Linked DNA regions of Mus musculus: region 1 is linked to region 2. A link is a contact called in public Hi-C data. All regions are on one chromosome and are shown on one strand. Each heading gives the region's core, a stretch centred on a gene start, on an enhancer-like site or on the middle of the called end of the contact. The rest is flanking DNA. Distances are from core to core; before and after follow the strand shown. Region 1 has its middle 49 kb from the start of Akr1c14. Region 2 has its middle 36 kb from the start of Asb13.

What was found. Hi-C and Micro-C count contacts between places; a contact is called where the count stands out from the background.
Region 1: a contact with region 2 is called in a Hi-C map of liver, with 3 times the contacts expected there. The contact joins two enhancer-like sites. A contact is called at or near these places in 2 of 39 promoter capture datasets (embryonic stem cells and hippocampal neurons), 12 of 15 datasets of contacts at CTCF or cohesin (CD8 T cells, the G1E-ER4 cell line, the NIH/3T3 cell line and 6 more), 165 of 484 Hi-C or Micro-C datasets (the 3T3-L1 cell line, the 63-12 cell line, the AML12 cell line and 87 more) and 11 of 115 datasets of contacts at active chromatin or transcription factors (PVALB interneurons, astrocytes, bone marrow-derived dendritic cells and 4 more).

Annotation. Positions count from the first base shown.
Region 1 is chr13:4,009,508-4,012,587 of GRCm38.p6, forward strand. No RefSeq gene overlaps it. Among named protein-coding and RNA genes, the nearest start is that of Akr1c14, 49 kb to the right of the region's middle. Within about 2 kb of position 1,489, at least 2 of the 459 cell types and tissues checked have an H3K27ac peak or open chromatin away from gene starts, as enhancers often do. A contact at or near this core is called in liver, where this site is marked.
Region 2 is chr13:3,668,271-3,671,544 of GRCm38.p6, forward strand. No RefSeq gene overlaps it. Among named protein-coding and RNA genes, the nearest start is that of Asb13, 36 kb to the left of the region's middle. Within about 2 kb of position 1,926, at least 64 of the 459 cell types and tissues checked have an H3K27ac peak or open chromatin away from gene starts, as enhancers often do. A contact at or near this core is called in liver, where this site is marked.

The sequences.
Region 1 (3,080 bases), core at 239-2,738, 340 kb after region 2:
CTTGTCCTATCTGTGTGTGAGGGTCAATATGTGATTTAAGCTATAGTAGTGTTTCTTTTACAGAGGTGGGTGCCCTTGTGTTTAGGGAATAGATGTTAAAAATTGAAATTGTCATCTTGGTGAATTTTGTTTTCTTTGATGAGTATGTAGTATCTTTCCCTATCCATTTTGATTAGTTTTGGTTTGAAGTGAGATATTAAAATGGCTATACCAACTTGTTTCTTAGGTCCATTTGTTTTGAATATCATTTTTGAATCCTTTATCTTGAGATAATGTTTATCTTTGAGATTGAAGTGTGTTTCTTGAATGCAGCAAAATCACGAGTCCTGTTTCTGCATCCATTATCTTTGTCTGTGTCTTTTTATTGGGGGAATTGAGACCATTACTATTAAGACATTTCAATGACCAATGTGTTGATTACTCTTATTTTTATGGTGTGTGTATGCAGTATATCATTTTCTGTAGGACTGGATTTGTAGATACATAGAGTTTAAATTTTGTTTTATCATGGAATATCTTATTTTCTCCATGTATGGTGACTGAGAGTTTGGCTGAGTATAATAGTATTCTGGTCTGGGACCTGTGGTCTCTTAGAGTCTATAGCACATTTGTTAGGCCTTTCTAGTTTTAAAATCTCCACTGAGAGGTCAGATGTAATTCTAATAAGTATGCCTTTGGTGTTACTTGGTCCTTTCCCCTTGTAACTGCTAATATTATTTCTTTCTTTCTGTATGTTAAGTGTTTTGATTATTATATATAAAGGTACTTTCTTTCCTGGTCCAATCCATATGCATCTTATACTTTTATAGACATCTCCTTCTTTTGGTTAGGAATATTTTCTTCTATGACTTTGAAAATATTTTCTGGGCCTTTGAGCTGGGTTTCTTATTTTTGCTCTATTCTTACTATTCTTAGATTTGGTCTTTTCATACTGTGCCAGGTCTCCTGGATGTTTTGTGTCAGGAAATTTTTAGATTTAACATTTTCTTTGACCAATGTACCCATTTTTTCTATTGTATATTCAACACCTGAGATTGTTCCATTTCTTGTATTCTATTGGTGATGCTTGCCTCTGTAGTCCCTGTTCAAATTCCCAATTTTTAAATTTCCAGCATTGATTCTATATCCACATTCAGGTCTTGCACAGTTTTATTCTGTTCCTTGCATTGTTTGTCTTTTCCTGGGTTTCTTCAAGGGTCTATATTATCTTTATACAAGTTATTGTTAGGTCTTTTCCTTGGGTTTCAGCTATGTTTGAATATTAGGTGCCTGCTGAGGTAGGAAAGCTGGGCTCCAGTAGAGACGTACTGTCTTGATTGTTATTAATTGCGTTTTTATGCTGACATTTAGGTATCTGGGATTGGGAGTCTGGGCAATAAAAATCTAGTTTTTTTCTCTGTTCGGTGAGTGTTTTGATCTTTGGACTTTGGGAAAGTGTGTTGACTATGTGTGGCTTGCTAAACATTTTCTGTGGATCTGTTTTCCTGGCCTGTTTCGCTGGTGTGTTCCCAAGGTATGCCTGCTTGTGTTGTGAGGTTGGCATAATTGGGTGACTTTGGGGAGAAGATATTTGTTATTTATTGAGGGTGATGTCAGAGAGGAAATGGAGACTGCAGCAGGTTTTCTGCTACAGTTGGAGATGAGACTGAGGGGATCTGGAGGAGCAGCAGGAGAGGTGTGGTTCTGCCTATTTGTTGCCCTGCTCTATTGCTCTTTTTAATAATTGCATATTCTTTGGTAATTTCACACTTGTGTGCAATGTATTTAGATAGTATTCATCTCATACTTCCTCTGCAATGCTTCCCATGACCCACGCCCTACTTTTTTGTTTTTTTGAACTTCATGACTTCTTCCTTCTACTGTATGGGTTTCGTGGACTGAACTCAGATTGCCACTCTGGGTGGCAAGCTCATTTACTTGCTGAGCCATCTCCCTGGGCCAGTTCCATGGTTCTATATTAGGACCACTTTATTAGTGATGAGGATGAACCAGAATTCAGTATTCTGGTTACAACTGCTACGTGATAAGCAAATTCCTTCTTATGTGTTGTTGAGTCAGACACTGTTCAAAGCAGAAGTTTGAGCTTGGGCTATAACTTGGTTGGTAGAGTGTTTACCCAGCATGTATGAACATGGGGCTCAGTCTCCAGAACTATATAAACCTGTCATGGTGGTGGTATAAGCCTGTAATCCTAGCACTTGGGAGGTAAAGGGAGAAGGATCAGGTATTCAAGAGTGATTTTGAGGCCAGCCTGGTCTGTATGAGATTCTGTCTCAAAGCTAACCAATCAAGCCATCGTCATCAAATATCACAAAAGAAAACATCGAGTAATGTTATCCATCTGTGCAAGGGCTCTGACATATATGAGAGATGACTGTTGTTGAGCTTGTTGCACATCAGAGTCCTCTGTTTTGTTTTGGATGACAAAGCACCTGGAAGACAAGTACCACACAGTGCTTTGCATTTTTAGAAAGCCTCAGAGTAAGAAGCTCAGTAGAGCTGTTTTGCTCACAGCCTGCCCTGCTCATCTAGTGACTGACAAGGTGCTTAGAGATGGAGGGCATTCTAATTTTATCTGTAGTCATTGTCTGTGCCACCTGGGACAAAACACCCTGATTTGTCAGTGACATAGGCTTCAGTTTTCCTGTCTGTGACATAGGCTGGTGGGAGTAATAGTTCTTAAATGGTCAATACTTTTTTTTTTTTTAACAATTTTTTATTAGATATTTTCTTCAGTTGCCTTTCAAATGCTATCCCGAAAGTCCACTATACCCTCCCTGCAACCTGCTCCCCAACCCACCCACTCCCTCTTCCTGGACCTGGCATTCCCCTGTACTGGGGCATATAATCTTTGCAAGACCAAGGGCCTTTCCTTCCAATGATGGCTGACTAGGCCATCTTTTGCTATATATGCAGCTAGAGACATGAGCTCAGGGGGTACTGGTTAGTTCATATTGTAGTTCCTCCTACAGGGTTACAGACCCCTTCAGCTCCTTGGGTACTTTCTCTAGCTCCTCCATTGGAGGCCCTGTGTTCCATCCAATAGATGACTGTGAGCATCCACTTCTGTATTTGCCAGG
Region 2 (3,274 bases), core at 676-3,175:
CACAGCCATCCCTGTGCACACAGCTCGGATGATCTTGCTGTCAGTCCTAAGTGTGGGGCTGGTAGGGTGCCTCCAAATGCAGGGTTGACCCAGGATACTCATTTCTTTGGTCCCCATGGGCTCCATAGACTGGAACTGAAATTTTGCTTTTGTATTATTCTAGAAAAGTGAGAAATGAAGGACTCCTGGTGTGTAAAATGTAGTCTGAGCTTAGCACAGTCCAGGATACAAAGTAAGTGCTTCAGATGGTCCCTCATGCATGATACACTCCTAGTCAACACTGACCGTAATGCTCTCTCTAGGTGGTCTTCTTCACTTTCCTGTTATTGCTCCTGAGATTGTATGGTACTCTCTGGCTGCTCATTCTCTTTATCCAAGGCCACTTGTGAAGGTTAGTACTGTCAGCTTGACAGAATCTAGGCTTTCCCAAGAGACAAATCTCCAGGCATAAGTGTTAGAGAGTTGCTAGACTGGGTTAACTGATATGGGAACATCCACTATAAATGTGGGTAGCATGATCCTATGGGACGCCTGGGGACCTGACTGGAATAAAAAGGAGAAATCAAATTGAGCAACAGCATCCATCTCTCTTTACTTCCTGATTGTGGATGTAATGTGACCAGCCATGTCACATTCCTGCAGTCACGCCTCCTGCACCATTGTGGACCGAACCCTTGGACCAGGGACCAAATAAATGTTTCTCTTCTGTAAGTTGCTTTTGTGAATCTTTCTGTTACAGCAATCAGAAAAGTGCCTAGTACATTTTCCTTAAGGCTGGGCACTCCTCGGAGGAATACTGGCCACTTTCCCCAAACCTGTAAATTCTGTTTTCTCCATGTACTCTAAAGAACCAGTCATAACAAGTTTATGGAAACAGGAAAGGGTAGAGTAAGTCAAAACATGCATTTTGGTCTCAAAACAAACCCAGAAACAGATTCACTTCCAAACCATTTCAAGCTATGATGTGGTAAGGCTCAGATGCATGGCTTGTGGGTTCTGCGTCAGTGGGGTCGTTCCCAGCCTTGAAGAAGGGGTCAGTGTTGGGAGTTTACAAAGATGGGGGAATGCAACAGCAGAGGAGATGGTCCCTCATACTGGGGCTGAGAACTTAGTGTTCCCACAGGGCTTCCCACTCTGAGCCAGCCAACAGAGCAGTGCAAACAGCCACCTGGGAGAACAGGGCAGATGGCCTCTCCACTGCGCTGACTGAAAGGCAGTCTTTTCAGGCATACTGCCACACTCCTTCTTTTCCTTGGCCCTCAGGTAACCACAGCCTCTCTTGAGATGGCTTGTTGGTGGCTTTTCCTATTGAGTCTTTGTAGAAGCTCCCCCAGCCTATTTAATTAGTTAGCCCTTTCTTCATAGGCCCCAGGGAGAGTGGGGCCAAGGCCCAGAAACACCCCAAGTCCTGGCTTATTCACATCCTTCTGCATAGAATTGCCCTTTCTTTCCATTTGCCTCTGCAGCCTGCTCTTCTACAGCCAGGGGCATGGTGCTGAGGTTGATGCTGTCTGCTCAAGTGCATGGCCACTGGCTGTACAGTGGAAAGGCAGGCATGAGCTCTTCCTGCAGGAGGAATGACCTGGTGGAGGGTCAGAGGACTCTCTGCTCTCTGACCTGTGAGACCTGGACATGGAACTTATCACTCCCTTCTCAGCACAGGGCTGGGAAGCCCATTAGGTTGAGCAATGGCTCTCCTGAGACCGTGTTTAAGGAAGAAAGAGGTAGAAAGATTCATTCATCCATTGACTCACAAATCCATCCTTTCAGCATTGAGTGGGGGACCTATGTCATTCTAGTCTCTGTAGATTGACAGGAACACTAATCCAAACAGCTGGCTCAAGATAGTATGGGGCTCTGTGCTTGGGGCTGTAGTGGCAGCCCTGAGCTCCAGATCAGCCAGACTGCAAAACTGTGGGGGAAAGAACAGGACTGGAGCCTTGACCCTTGGCCAACTGAGGCTGCAGCTGTTACTGATTACCATGCCTGCCTCATCCCTGGAGGGCTGGCTGCCCTTTCTCCAAAGAGGAAATGCTGATGCCTCCCACAAATTATAGAGAAAAAGTACAAGCTTGTGGTTTCATGGAACCAGCCAAGTCTGCCTCCGAGGCCTGGGCCTTGTGAGCTGGCTCCTTCCACTGCATGTTCAAGGGCCTGGATTGGGAGAACACTATCGAGGATTCAAGCACACGACTTCCTTATCTCCTGTCCTTGTTGAACATGAGCTGCTTTAGAAGGGTCAATGTTCGATTGGCCTCTTCCATACTTGTGATGAGAAATGGGCTACCAGAGACTTTCAGAGCAGGGAGGTCCTTGCCATGTTATTTAACTCTCCTAGCTTCTGTTTATTCTCCAAGGGACTTATAGGATAGCTGTACTTTTGCCTCCAATATTCTTGTGTGTGTGTGTGTGTGTGTGTGTGTACACATTTGTTAGCAAGTACACATGTGCATGTTGAAATAAAACAGATGTCAGCCATCAGTCTTGTTCCTTAGAACTTATTCACCTTCTCCTCTTCCTCCTCTCCCTCCTTCTCTTCCTCCTCCCCTTCTTCCTCTTCCTCCTTCCCTTCCTCCTCTTCCTCCTCTTCCTCCTCTTCTTCCTTCCCTTCCTCCCCCTCTTTCTCCTCCTCCACTTCCTCTTTCTCCTCCCTCTCTTCCTCTTTCTCTTCCACTTCTTCCTCCTCCTCTCTCTCCTCTTCCTCCTTTTTTCTGAGATAGATTCTCACACTGTAACCTGAGTTTGGGGAATCAGACTAGGCTGGCTGGCCAACGAGCCCCAAGGACCATCCTGTTTCCACCTCCTCAGTACTGGGATTACAAGTTCTACACTACCATTCCTGGTTTTTTAATGTAGATTCTGGGGATCAACTTTGGGTTCTCATGATTGTCTGGCAAACATTTCATTGTTTGAGCTATATCCCAGCCCAAACTTCAAAAATTCTTTCAAAGCTTTCATTATTCGATTGAAAGAAAAACAACCAGCATCTAACTAACTTTAGTGGAGCCCTATAACATGCAAAGTGTGGTTCTAAGTCTTTTCCATGGATTAAAATGTTAAATTCTAAGACTATCTCAATGGGCTAGAAATTCTTGTGACCTCCAGATCATGACTAAGGGAATCGAGTTCCAGAGAAGTGCAGAAATGCACGCCAGACACACACTGTTTAAGGCCGACCCTTAGGATTCCCACGGGGACACTAGACCCCAGAACCCACACTTTAATGGAGTCCATCTCCCAGGGAGGGACCAACCATCCAAGGCTGCCGTCTTCC